Linked DNA regions of Gossypium hirsutum: all the other regions are linked to region 2. A link is a contact called in public Hi-C data. All regions are on one chromosome and are shown on one strand. Each heading gives the region's core, a stretch centred on a gene start, on an enhancer-like site or on the middle of the called end of the contact. The rest is flanking DNA. Distances are from core to core; before and after follow the strand shown. Region 1 holds the start of LOC107916634 (NADH dehydrogenase [ubiquinone] 1 beta subcomplex subunit 2). Region 2 holds the start of LOC107917375. Region 3 holds the start of LOC107916834 (4-coumarate--CoA ligase-like 5). Region 4 holds the start of LOC107917975 (dehydrin ERD10).

What was found. A called contact is a pair of places that touch in the nucleus more often than the background predicts.
Region 1: a Hi-C map of leaf shows a contact between it and region 2, with 3 times the contacts expected there. The contact joins the promoter of LOC107916634 here to the promoter of LOC107917375 in region 2. A contact is called at or near these places in 20 of 34 Hi-C or Micro-C datasets (anther, callus, cotyledon and 4 more).
Region 3: a contact with region 2 is called in a Hi-C map of hypocotyl, with 2.9 times the contacts expected there. The contact joins the promoter of LOC107916834 here to the promoter of LOC107917375 in region 2. A contact is called at or near these places in 4 of 34 Hi-C or Micro-C datasets (callus, hypocotyl and leaf).
Region 4: a Hi-C map of leaf shows a contact between it and region 2, with 2.5 times the contacts expected there. The contact joins the promoter of LOC107917975 here to the promoter of LOC107917375 in region 2. A contact is called at or near these places in 3 of 34 Hi-C or Micro-C datasets (hypocotyl and leaf).

What each region holds. Positions count from the first base shown.
Region 1 is chrA01:20,572,018-20,575,162 of Gossypium_hirsutum_v2.1, reverse strand. It overlaps LOC107916634 (NADH dehydrogenase [ubiquinone] 1 beta subcomplex subunit 2), which reads left to right and starts at 1,760. Exons shown (of 4, transcript XM_016845948.2): 1 at 1,760-2,084; 2 at 2,540-2,585; 3 at 2,676-2,738. The coding sequence starts at 1,981. The coding sequence ends at 2,738.
Region 2 is chrA01:20,437,916-20,440,626 of Gossypium_hirsutum_v2.1, reverse strand. LOC107917375 reads right to left here and starts at 1,409. Exons shown (of 1, transcript XM_016846733.2): 1 at 1-1,409. The coding sequence starts at 1,409. The coding sequence ends at 573. It overlaps LOC107917971 (ATP-dependent zinc metalloprotease FTSH, chloroplastic), which reads left to right and starts at 2,086. Exons shown (of 5, transcript XM_016847427.2): 1 at 2,086-2,711. The coding sequence starts at 2,086.
Region 3 is chrA01:20,596,264-20,599,356 of Gossypium_hirsutum_v2.1, reverse strand. LOC107916834 (4-coumarate--CoA ligase-like 5) reads right to left here and starts at 1,767. Exons shown (of 5, transcript XM_041074164.1): 1 at 540-1,767. The coding sequence starts at 1,767.
Region 4 is chrA01:20,617,298-20,620,447 of Gossypium_hirsutum_v2.1, reverse strand. LOC107917975 (dehydrin ERD10) reads right to left here and starts at 1,505. Exons shown (of 2, transcript XM_016847434.2): 1 at 916-1,505; 2 at 214-819. The coding sequence starts at 1,140. The coding sequence ends at 451.

The DNA of each region.
Region 1 (3,145 bases), core at 511-3,010, 130 kb before region 2:
GCCTCGAAGTCTCGTAGTAGGGACAAATTGATTGAGATTGAATGATGAATGCATGAATTGTGAAAATGTATGCTAAATGAATTTTTAATTGTTTTATAAGTTCAATAATACTCTGTAACCCTATTCCGGTATTGAATACAGGTGAGGGGTGTTACAACCTATCAATATTCAAAATACATACATTTTCTACTTATATGACAATGAAATGACTTTGTTAAGATTGAAAATAGTGGTGGTAAAGAAATTAATCAATTAAGTAGTTAGACTGTGGAAGCAATCTACTTAGCTTTACATCCATTGCAAGGAATCATTTCTAACACATCGGTGGAGCAGGCTTAGACACGTTGAGTACACCCAATACTTGTATCATAAATTTTTACTGAATGTAACATGGGGTCTATAAATTTTTATACATCATAAAATTTCAATCTAGTAAACTTATAAATAAATATAGTTAAATATTAAATAAATTAACGATTTACCAAAAAATTTCTAATTAATTTCCTTCGGGATCAACTCATAAGAAAGGACCAAGATACTTTGAATTCTTACGTTTTCAAAAACATGATGTAGATTCCAAAATATTGTGCATGTAGTTGGACCAGAGAATGCAGTTGCGTTATAAGGTTGCAATTGGACAGATCACGCAAGTGCGAATTAATGTAACATAAATACTATTAGTTCGAAAGCACTGTGGAGAGCAACAAATGTCCACGGACCACCTAATTGACACCAAAAAGTAAAATCTCCTTGTGCTTTAGGACCCCATAGTAACAACAAAGAATGTGCTAAACTACTAGCAGGGGTAGAAACTGCGGCGGTTAAAAAATTGCAACCTTCCAAATAGGAGCTGGTCAATCCATGAATATACCATGAAGTTATAAAGGTTGTACCTATAAACCAACCCCCTAAAACGAAATAGGAATAGGGAAAGAGCAATAGGGCGGATCAACCTACAAAAACGAAAAGGTCCCTACATAACCAGTCATACATAATATCAAATAAATCATTTTCATCTTCGGTAAATTTACCAAGGGCAATAGCTGTATTTAAATTCAAAACATAACAATAGAGACAAGAATAGAAAATAACCATTAAAGATATTTAAATTAAACTGTGTTTATATATAATAAATAATTTAAAATCATTAAAAATATATGTATATTAATTAATGAAATATAAAATAAAAAGTATATATTTGGTAAGTAAAATTAAAATATAATAAAAATCTAAATTAAATAATTAAAACTATATTTTGTGCTAATTAATAATAATTTAAAATATACAAATTATATTAAAATTAAAATAAATAAATATTAAAAAACAATCTACAATTTTAAGAATTAAATAAACTAAACTACAAGTGAAAGGGGTGAAATGAATTTTGTTTTCCTCTCCTTTAGTGAAATGGGGAGGTCCTCTATTATAAAAATCTGATTAAATTAATATTTTTTATAATTAAATAAATTAATTTAGTCCTTATACTATTAAAAAATTAACTAAAACTAAATTAGAATAGATTTAACATATACTATTTTAAAAAAGTATCATTTACTATTTAGCATAGCTAATATTTTTAAAAGTTTTATGGTTTTGTAAATAAAATATTCTGTTTAGAATTAAATTACAATTGAAAAAAATAATTTTCAAAGACCATTTTTTATACATTAAATGTTAAATCTATTTGATACTTTTTAATAATATAGGACTAATTTGATTCATTTAATAATACAACCATCTAATCCCTGTAATACATCAACTCTCAGATTTATGGATCAATGGCTTGGGCTTAGCCGATTTCGTGAAAAAGGCCTGGTACAACGAAAAGAAACCAGCACATATGGGAACCACACCTTCAGTTGGTCAAATTCGCATCCAACGGTTCAGGATCGGTTTAAATCTAAGCAACCGGCAAGTGATTAATCCACCTTCGAACACTTGGGAACATTTCTGGTGTTTAGGGTTTGGTTGCAGGGAGAGATGGGAGGAGGCCATGGAGAGAGTACAACTTACAAAGGTCTAACTTTGCATCATCCAAAGCGATGGCATGTTGTCACCGGCAAAGGCTTGTGTGCCGTTATGTGGTAATTTTTATTTTTCCTTTTTGTTTGAATTAATCGGTATCCTTATTTGTTACCAATCTGACGTTTATTGGATTTAGTTTATCTAGTGATTCTGTTGTGCCAAGACATTTGGGAATTTGGTGCAATTTCAATTAGCATATCTGTAAAAAGAATTCATGGATACGCCTTGAAAGTGGAAATTTAATTTATAAAAAAATTGGGGGTTTAGTTTGAAAGATGTGCAGTGAAGGCTTGAATTTGGATCAAATTAGTTGATGCTCGAAGGTTTTATGTTTTAGAATTATTATCTGCAAGCTTTTCCATTAACGATCATGGATACTGATGGCCGTGTACATTGTCACTGTATTATCCTTGTGATTCATAGATGATATAAGTCAGGTTGCTTGCAAACATTAATAAAGATTAGATTGCAATGCTGATGGATTTTTTGAAGTTCCTTGAATCTGGTGTTTCAGGTTTTGGGTCTTGTACAGGGCTAAGCAAGATGGTCCTGTTGTATTGGTAAGAAGTTCCTCTTTTCAGTTGCCTTCATAATCAATCCTTATCTGAAGTAACTTGCTTTCATTCCCGGACTGACTTTGTCGCTCTTAGGGTTGGCGACACCCTTGGGAGGGCCATGATGATCATTCTCACGGTCATGGAGATAAGCATTAGGTACAGTTTTTCTTTCTGCTTAGTATGATTTGTTGAGTTTTGATTTTGCATATTTTGCATTTATAAGAGGTTAATCGAACACAACTAAGAGGGAGGTCATTTATTCTTGATGCTTGAAAACTTGATTCTTTTTCCTCTACTCGGAGTTACTATGAAACTCCAATTCATTGTTACTTTATTTATGCCTATATATTTTGTGCTCCAAGTCTACATAACTTTAAGGAATTATGGCCTGTCTCTGTCATAATGGCATGTAATTGATTTCATTTGCATGTGTATCCACAAGGTTCAAGGATTGATACAATAAAAGAGGAGAGAAAAACCGAGAACTAGCATTATTATTAGATATTTTTTCCTTGATTTTTCTATTCGCCTATCCTTGTTACTTTGTTAGGAGGCCTTAGGAT
Region 2 (2,711 bases), core at 160-2,659:
GGCTCTGCCACCTAAATGTCTAATAAGAAAACACAGAGTCGTATATTGGTCATGTTGAAGAGCAGTCAGCTGAGTTGACAGTTGCTGAAATTACACTACAGTACGTTTGGATATTAATAAGAGCGACACCATAAAATGAATTGGTTAAGGAATAAAATAATGAAATGCACGAGTGGCAAGCTATCATGGCTTCCTGGCAGTAGACAATCAACATTGTAATCTAATAATCATGAAGATTGCGCAGATCTCCATGTAACAATTAAACGATGTGGTGCCGCAATGGAATCTTTACAGCTCGTTATAGAGTTGAAGTACATGCGCATGGTTTTGATGAATAAGCACATACCATTAGCTGAGAGGTCATTGACTCGGTTTCTCACCAATCCATAAAACCCATGGTCATTTCAAGCGTGGCTGGGATTTTTAGCCCTTGTATGGGAATATTAATAATAAGAAAAAATCAGAAAAAGAGAGGCAATTGGAGATGAAAAATTTCCAATATATTGCTTTTCTTATGCTGTATATGTGTACAGTTGAGATCAAAATCATATGCTACAAAATTTTGTTGGTCATTAGTGGTTTAATATGTTGAGAAGGGAAACTCTGGTTTTCAATAGTTGTCTAAAGATGCACTCCAAATCCCCTTCTGTTTCTTTGATGGTAGCTTGAAATGCCTCAAGATCTTTCAATAATTTTTGCACTTGTTCAAGTTTGATGTCTTTGCTTGACTTCAAGAGACTCAACTCGACTTCTAGTTTCTCGGCTTCAGTAGCTTCCATTCGGTCGCACAAAGCACGCCTCGAGTGCAATAATTTTGAAACAATAGGCCAGCCGGTAGGCTTTGATCTTAGCTTTGGAAGCAAAAGAAAAGATAAGAGGGAATCAAACATTGAAAGGCTAATTTCCTCAGCTTCTCTTAGCATGTTCACCACACCCACCATTTCAGAATCATTGTCCAACACCACTGATTTACATTTCCGGTCCATTCCCTTCAAATTTCTGATCATTTTATTCATTTCTTTCCTGGTGTCCATATAAGCTCTGATTTCACCTTCCAAGCAGGATTCACGGCCAGTTCTTCGCCTGAGGGAGGATTCAAGTCCCTGCAAACCCTCCCTCATCCGAGACAAAACATCTCTAATGGTGCCACACACGTCCAATACTCTAATAGATCCATCCAACACATCCTCTAAATGTTCAATACAAAGAGCTCTGGGAAACTGTAATTGAAACAAATCATCAACTCGGTGGTACAATTCTTTTAAACCTCCCAATCTGTTGCTCATGGACGAGGATGTTTCTTGTTGTGATGCCCTCAATCTGGTTAACTGCTCCTCAACACTTACAACTAGTGGATGAGTATTGATTGGCAAACTGCTTGAACGAACATGGCCAGTTGAGGCAGCCATTTATGTGTTTCTTTTCTGTGCTTTGTAAACAACCCAAATTGATCTTATATATATACATATATATAAAGGAGAAAGGGATAAGTGTTAAACTCTATAATTCCAAGCTTGCATTGGCTGTCATGTCGTGAGTTCCGGGGCAGCTCTACAGCTTACTCAATTATGGATATAACGCGAGTGCTCCATGGCTGCAAGACATGAGGCGACCGGTAGAATTATGGTTTAACATTCATGAACCTTGAGGCATTTAAATAGAGAAGAAAAACCCAAATCATTAACTTAAATATAATGATGTAAGTTGGTAGGTGTGCAATTAGGCAAATGGTATATCAACTGGAAGTCCCAACAATTTCCTCAAAGAAATTAGAAAATAAATTACAAGGTATGTAAAGACAAAAAAAAGGCATTGAATTTTATGTGAGAGATAGAAGAGGTGAGGAAGAAGATATTTAAAACGGATGGACAAAAGGAGGAACACGTAGACGCAAGCCCAGCGACATCAAACTCCTTGGCGTTGCTTAAATTCAACTCTCTTACGCCTCCCAAATCACTAACTTCAACTTAGCCACACCATTTGAATTCTTCATTTCACACACCAACTCAACAATCAACCTATTAATACCCATACCATCCCATAGTAAGAGGATCTGATTGTCTCCCCTCTCATTTACCGCCATCAATGGCTAACTCTCTGCTCTCTTCTAACTTCTTTGGTACTCAACTTTTACTGTCTCCTCCAACACCAAAAACTACAAGAAAGTTGCAGGTTACTCAATCTATCCTCAACAAGAAACCCAACTCTAGCCACACTGTTAAAACCCTCCAATCTCATGCCACTCTTGCTGCCTTACTCTTCTCTGCCGTAGCCCCACAAGCACTAGCCGTTGACAACGCCCCACCCACTCCGCCACCTGTAATTGAAGCCCAGCCTACGAAGCCAAGCCCATCGAACCAGTCGCCCTTCTCCCAAAACCTCCTCTTAACTGCTCCCAAGCCTCAATCTCAATCCTCCGATCTTCCGGAGGGCAGCCAATGGAGGTACAGCGAATTCTTGAACGCAGTCAAGAAGGGGAAAGTGGAGAGAGTCAGGTTCAGCAAAGACGGTTCTGCCCTCCAACTCACCGCCGTTGATGGCCGTAGAGCCACCGTGATTGTCCCCAATGACCCTGACCTCATCGACATCTTAGCCATGAATGGCGTCGATATTTCGGTATCCGAGGGTGATTCCGGTAATGGGCTTTTCAATTTTATTGGGAATTTGCTTTTCCCTTTCCTTGCTTTCGCTGGATTGTTCTTCCTCTTCCG
Region 3 (3,093 bases), core at 518-3,017, 160 kb before region 2:
AATACAAATTAGGTGACTAAATTATTAATAAATTCACATTTTAATTATTAAATTTTAAAAATCTATAAAATTCCATTTGATAATTACGTGGATATTAAATATATTATACATGTGTTTCAAACGGTATTTTAAGGGGGTTATGAACATTTTAAAAATAATTAAATAATTATTTTGTAATTTTAATATTAATAATTTACTCCCATAGTTGAAATTGAAATGGTTAAATAGTCAGCAAAATATATACATTCAATAAAATAATTATCAATATTAGAAAAATACATAATTAGATGAAACAGCAATGCATTTTTTAAGTGGATTTCGTGTTATTCTTTCCCGGGGACTCGCCAGGCAAATCTTGTTTATTCTTCTTAATTGCAAAGATCTTTCTCCTGGGATTAAAAATTAACAACATGCCGAAAACAAAATCAAAGCAAAGATCTTTGCATTTGATAAAATTATTTGGACTTGTCTTGAATACACGCAATATGGGGACACACTCACTGTCTCCACCTAAAATTGATTGATCATAAATTACGTACCTTTCATAATGGAGGGACCCCTTAGCCAAAGCTCCCCTTTCTGATTGACCTTCAAGGCCGTACCAGTTGTAGGGTCTACAATTTTGGCTTCCAAGTTCGGCGATAGCAACCCTACACTGCCATACTTGAGACACTCCTCCGGCGTTTGCATTGATGCGCCAAATCCTGTCGATTCTGTCATCGCGTACCCTTGCCGAATATCAATGCTTGGAAACTTTTCCATAAACCTATTTATCAAATCCTTGCTCAACGGAGCGCCACCGCACACTATTGATTGCAACGAACTCAAATCGTACTTCTTTCGTATCTCATCAGCTTCCTTCACCATTACCAAGAGTATAGGTGGCACCAGGGGGAGGCAAGTGACACGGTACTTCTCTATTGCCGACAGCATTTCCTTCATGTCGAACTTTGATAAAACAACTACTTTTGATCCTTGCGTGAGTTTCCCGATGGCAAAAGCTCCGAAGCCGTAGATGTGGAACATGGGAACGGCGCAGATATGGGTTTGCTCCCCTTCGTCTGGATTGCTCAAATGTGAAAAACTTTGCATTAGAGCCATGAGGTTTCCGTGAGATGATATTACTCCCTTGCTGGCACCCGTCGTGCCCGAGGAATAGAGTAGAGTTGCCGCGTCATCTTGGTACACTCGATCCCTCACTCGGATCTTGTCCTTTGTTTCCTTCTTTAACATTTCACTAATAGTAGTAACTATTTTGACTTGGCCTGTTTTTTCGGTCGCCACTTGCTCGTCGAGAAGTACGATGGGGAGAGGTGATCCAGCCAATTTTGGGACGACTTGAGAAGTGGTGAAGACGAGGACGGGCTTTGAATCAGCCATTTGTACCGCGAATTCACGAGACGTGTTGAGGGGGTTGCTAGTGGTTATAATAGCTCCAAGAGACATCACAGAGAGGCAAACAATGGGTATGAAAATGGAGTTTGGTGCGATGATGATGATGATGTTTCCTTTCCGAATACCCAATTCGGACAGACATGTGGAAACGGAGTCAACTGATTGCCAAAGTTGGGAAAAGGAGAGGTGGCGACCGGTAGTGGCGTCGATGAAGGCGGTTTTGCCATGGTGAGGGTAAGAGGAGATAAAAGTGGTGATGTCAAGGGCATGGTTGGATGGAAGTGGAAAGGGAACGCGTTTGCTGTAGAAAGTAGAATTGGAAGAACAAAACCCACTCTTGGGATCGATTCTTAAGCTGCTAATTTCAGCCATAATAATGGTTTGGGGTTTTATTCTCTCTCACTAACCTTCTTCCTCTGCTACTTCTTTTGTCGCATTTTTATGTAGATTAAGAGCAGTACCCTGTGATCACTTGCAAGCTGCCTATTGTGGTATCCCTAGCATAATGTCAAATTCCGCTATTAATAACATTGATTATGATTTTGTTATTATTCTAGTTAAATTTTATCATCAATCTTTAAAAAATAAGTTAAATTATTTTTTCTAATGATAATATTAACGAAAATTTAATTTTTTTAATAATATTATGTAACAATTTACATGAAAATTCACATGTATTTATGACATTATTTATTTTATATAATATATTAATGTTGAAAATACGTGTTTACTTTAATAATTTAATATCTACTCTAAATAGTTATTTCAAAATATTATTATTAGTTTAATTTTAAAAAATAAAACTAATAATTAATTAACATATGTAATATGTTGAAAATAGATATTTACTTTAATTAAAATGACACGGTATCATTTATTGCAATATTAGCATAATAATAATTGTATTATAAAATGTATAACAAAACTAATAATCTTTTATACACTTTGTTTTTTATAAAGTTGTCAATATTAAAATAGTTATAAAAGGGATATAAGTTAGTATTAAGTTTTTTTTAAATTAAATTTATATAATTTTTTTATAAATTTAAATATTATAAAAATTGATATTAATTATATAAATAAAAAATTATATCAAAAAATAATATCACATATGTGGTATGAAAAATTTTAGTATTAAGATCTTCCCCTTGAGTACATATGACAGCTTTAGCAATTAATGCATTTTCTAAGTGGATTTGGTGCAATTATTTTCCATTATTTCAGTATTTTTGGGTTTGTAAAAATTATCCATAAAGCTGACAAAAGCGATGTTAAATAATAATTCTATACGTCAGGGCATATTAAATAATAATTCTATACGTCAGGGCAATGTTTGCCACGCACACCCTATTTCCAATTTTTTATCATCAGCAATAAAGATGTCCCGATTCTTTTATTCAACCCTTTGGACTTGCACAATCAAATATAGAAGTGAGAAAAATTTGATTTGATTCGAAAAATTTGATAAAATTTTTAAATTTTGAATTAAATATTTTAAGTTATTTGAGTTAATCAAGTTATTTAGGTCAACTCGAATAAAAAAAAGTTTTTTGGTTTAATTCGAATGTGAATTACACAATTCGAGTTATTCAAAAATCCGAATAAGAAAAGGCAAAATTACGTCATTTTGATGAATGTTTACCTTTCTAAAGTTAAAAGTCAAAACCATTAAATTAAAAAGGTAAAACTATGTTGTTT
Region 4 (3,150 bases), core at 256-2,755, 180 kb before region 2:
AGAATTTTATGTTCATTTTATAATTTATGTTATTTTTTTTTTAATGTTAGAATTTTTATTCCGCGAATTAAATTAATACTAATTTAGTTAATGAAATAAAAATTTGAGTAACATCAACCTAGAAAAAAAAATGTTAAATTCAAAAATTAAATGTATATTTAAATAATTCATATTTGTTAAAACTTGCATTTAAGAGTGCACAAACCTACTTGATAAAAGGGAAATAATACCGTCATTTCTTAATTATTATAATGACATTAAAAACATTAAATATACATACCTTCTTTTTTCTTTCTTTTCTTTTTTAACTTACAAGCAGGAAAACAGACGCAGAAATTTATATGATGTATGCAACCCCAAAAAGAAAAACAGAGAACAGACAGTTCCAACAAATTGATAAACCACACAATCTCTACACATCTTTTACTTGAAATGCATTATATTGATTCATTAATTGGGAGCAGTGGTCTCTTTTTCCTTCTCGTCCTCTGTTTTGGAGTGGTAACCAGGAATTTTCTCCTTGATTTTCACCAAAAATCCCTTCTTCTCTTTTGTCTCTCCTTCATGGTGGTCGTTCTCAATTGGGGCAGCAGCAGCTGGTGGTTGGGTGGTGTCCTCTTCATCTTTCTTATGCTGTCCTGGGAGTTTGTCTTTGATCTTATCCATGAAACCCTTCTTTTCCGGCGTCTCTGAGTGGTGAACTGTTGCTACCTCATCGCACTTCTCCACTGGGACTGCACTGTCCTGTTCTTTCTTTCCCTTCTCCTTTTTCTTCTTCTTCTTCTTCTCTCCGCCTTCACCTTCTTCCTCGTCACTAGACTGAACATTCATACAACGCATGTTATAATATATATGAAAAAGATTTGACTGTTTGAACTATGAATAGTAAGCAAGGAAGTAAAAAAAAGTAATTACAGAGCTGGAGCTGCTATTGGATAGGTGAAGCTTGTCCAGGAGACTGTGTTTCTTCTCATCTTCCTTATGTTCCTCTTCTATCTTGACTTTCTCAAACTGGGTGGCGACCACCTCCTCTTGAGGTTGAGGCTTCTCATCTTCTTTCTTCCCCAAGAAATCAAACATCCCTCGCTCCTTGCTCTCCACTGCTTCCTCACCACCAACCTTGGTATGCTCCTCAGCCATTTTTTCTTTATCTACAACCACTAAACTCAAAACAAGTATGCTGAAAACTACCTAACGTATTACCGTATCAAGATTGTGGATCACTTCACTTGTACGTACAAAGTTGGCTACACAGATTGATGGATTTTAAGAAACGAGAGGAACTGGGTTTTTATAGTATTTTCAAACACGGATCTGACGCAGTTTAGGGAAAAGAGAAAACATTAAAAAATTAACGCAATTTAAATGGGATGGGCAATCCAGCGCCATGTAACCGAGCTCTGCATTAAACTTTGAGAAATATGTCTTAACAACACTACTCTGGCACTCCTAATTGATTCTACCTTACTCGCTTTCTCTACTCGACACCTGTCTCTTGATCCTACGTGTCAAGCAAAGAAAGCGAGTGAAGATATGCTTTATTGGTGGGAAATAAGAGTCAAAAGACGAAAAAGAAATTAAAAAATCAGTGTGGCACTATCATGAGAGCATGGTACCACTGGAAGTGACACGTGGATAGCGGGACCCGATGGTCGGTGAATGGGGCCCATACAAAGAGACGATTGTTGGAGAAAGGTGTCGAATTACGTCGTGAATAAGGAGGAGGGTTCGAGATTGTGGAGGGCCCCCATGGCCTCGGCTTCGGTATAACTTATCCTCCACTTTATTTTCGTCGCTTTCCCGGGATACGTTACTTGGAGTGGAGGCCCACGGACAAGTGGCCGGTTTATGATTTTACCCATTTAATTTTTTATGTTACACTTAATAGTTCTAAGGGATGTAGGAATTAAAAATGGAAAAACCATTAAATATAATTGGATAAGGGAGATGGGAAGAAGGCGACAAATTAGATATTTGAATAAGTCTTATCAACTCATAGATATAATTTTAAAAGCTCACGTCTTTAAGTCATGATTGTAATGCTTTTGTAATTATCTATACCGACTTCAATGACATCCTCTCTCTTTTTTCTTTTTCTTTTTTTTCTTAAATTTAATGTAATCCCAGTTAATAAATACATACGTTAATAGAGCTAAAATTCAATTAGTTAAAAAATTATATTTTAAGTGAAAATAATGCATCAATTAATGTATAGTATATAAAATAAACTTTAAAATAATAATTTTTTTTAAATCAACGAGATCCACTCTGGCAATGGAGTATAAAGAAATTCCCCCCAAATCCTTAAAGGGACTACCACATTTCTCTTGTATTGGCACAACTTCGCAAAACATAAATAATAGACTCTTCAACATGCCTACAACTTGCACATGGAGGATCTCTAACAAAACCTCTCCTAGATTGTTGCGCATGAAGTTGTGGATTTGATAGTAAGTTTATTCATAATAATCCTGAAATAATAATGTAATTATTTTGAGGCTTTATTTGCTAAAAAAATAATTTATTACTGTAATACTCTGAAAATTATTACAATAAAAAAATAAGATATTATCTTTGATATAGTTAACTAAGAAAATAAAGGGATAAAAAGGGAAATTTTATTATGTCAACATTGGGAAGTATATTATGATATATTACATTATTAATTAAAGAAAGGACTAAATTGTAAAAATAAGAAAAGTTTTGTTGCCCAAGAGTACATACTCAAAATTTAAGGGGTTAAAGTGTAAATTAAAAAATTTGAAGGACCAATAGTGCAAACATTTTAGGGGTGGAATAATCTAGAAACTAAGGAAAATGGATGAATTAGGACCAAATCAAATAGGTGAAAAATTATGAGGGACTATATCGTAATTTTTCCAAATTAAGTGATGACTCAATGATAGAATTTTAAAAGATTATGAAGGGCAAAATGGTCAATTAGTAAGAGAGAGAATTATAGAATGTAATGATTATGTTGGTGATATTTTAAATTAATTAATTAGATAAATATTATTTTATTAATATTTTAATAAGATATTTATGATTATTTTATTATTTTATTTAGTATATATATGTGTGTGTGGAAAAAAAAACAACACACACACACCATCCATCATCTTTCCATGCATTTTACGTTAGAAGACAAGA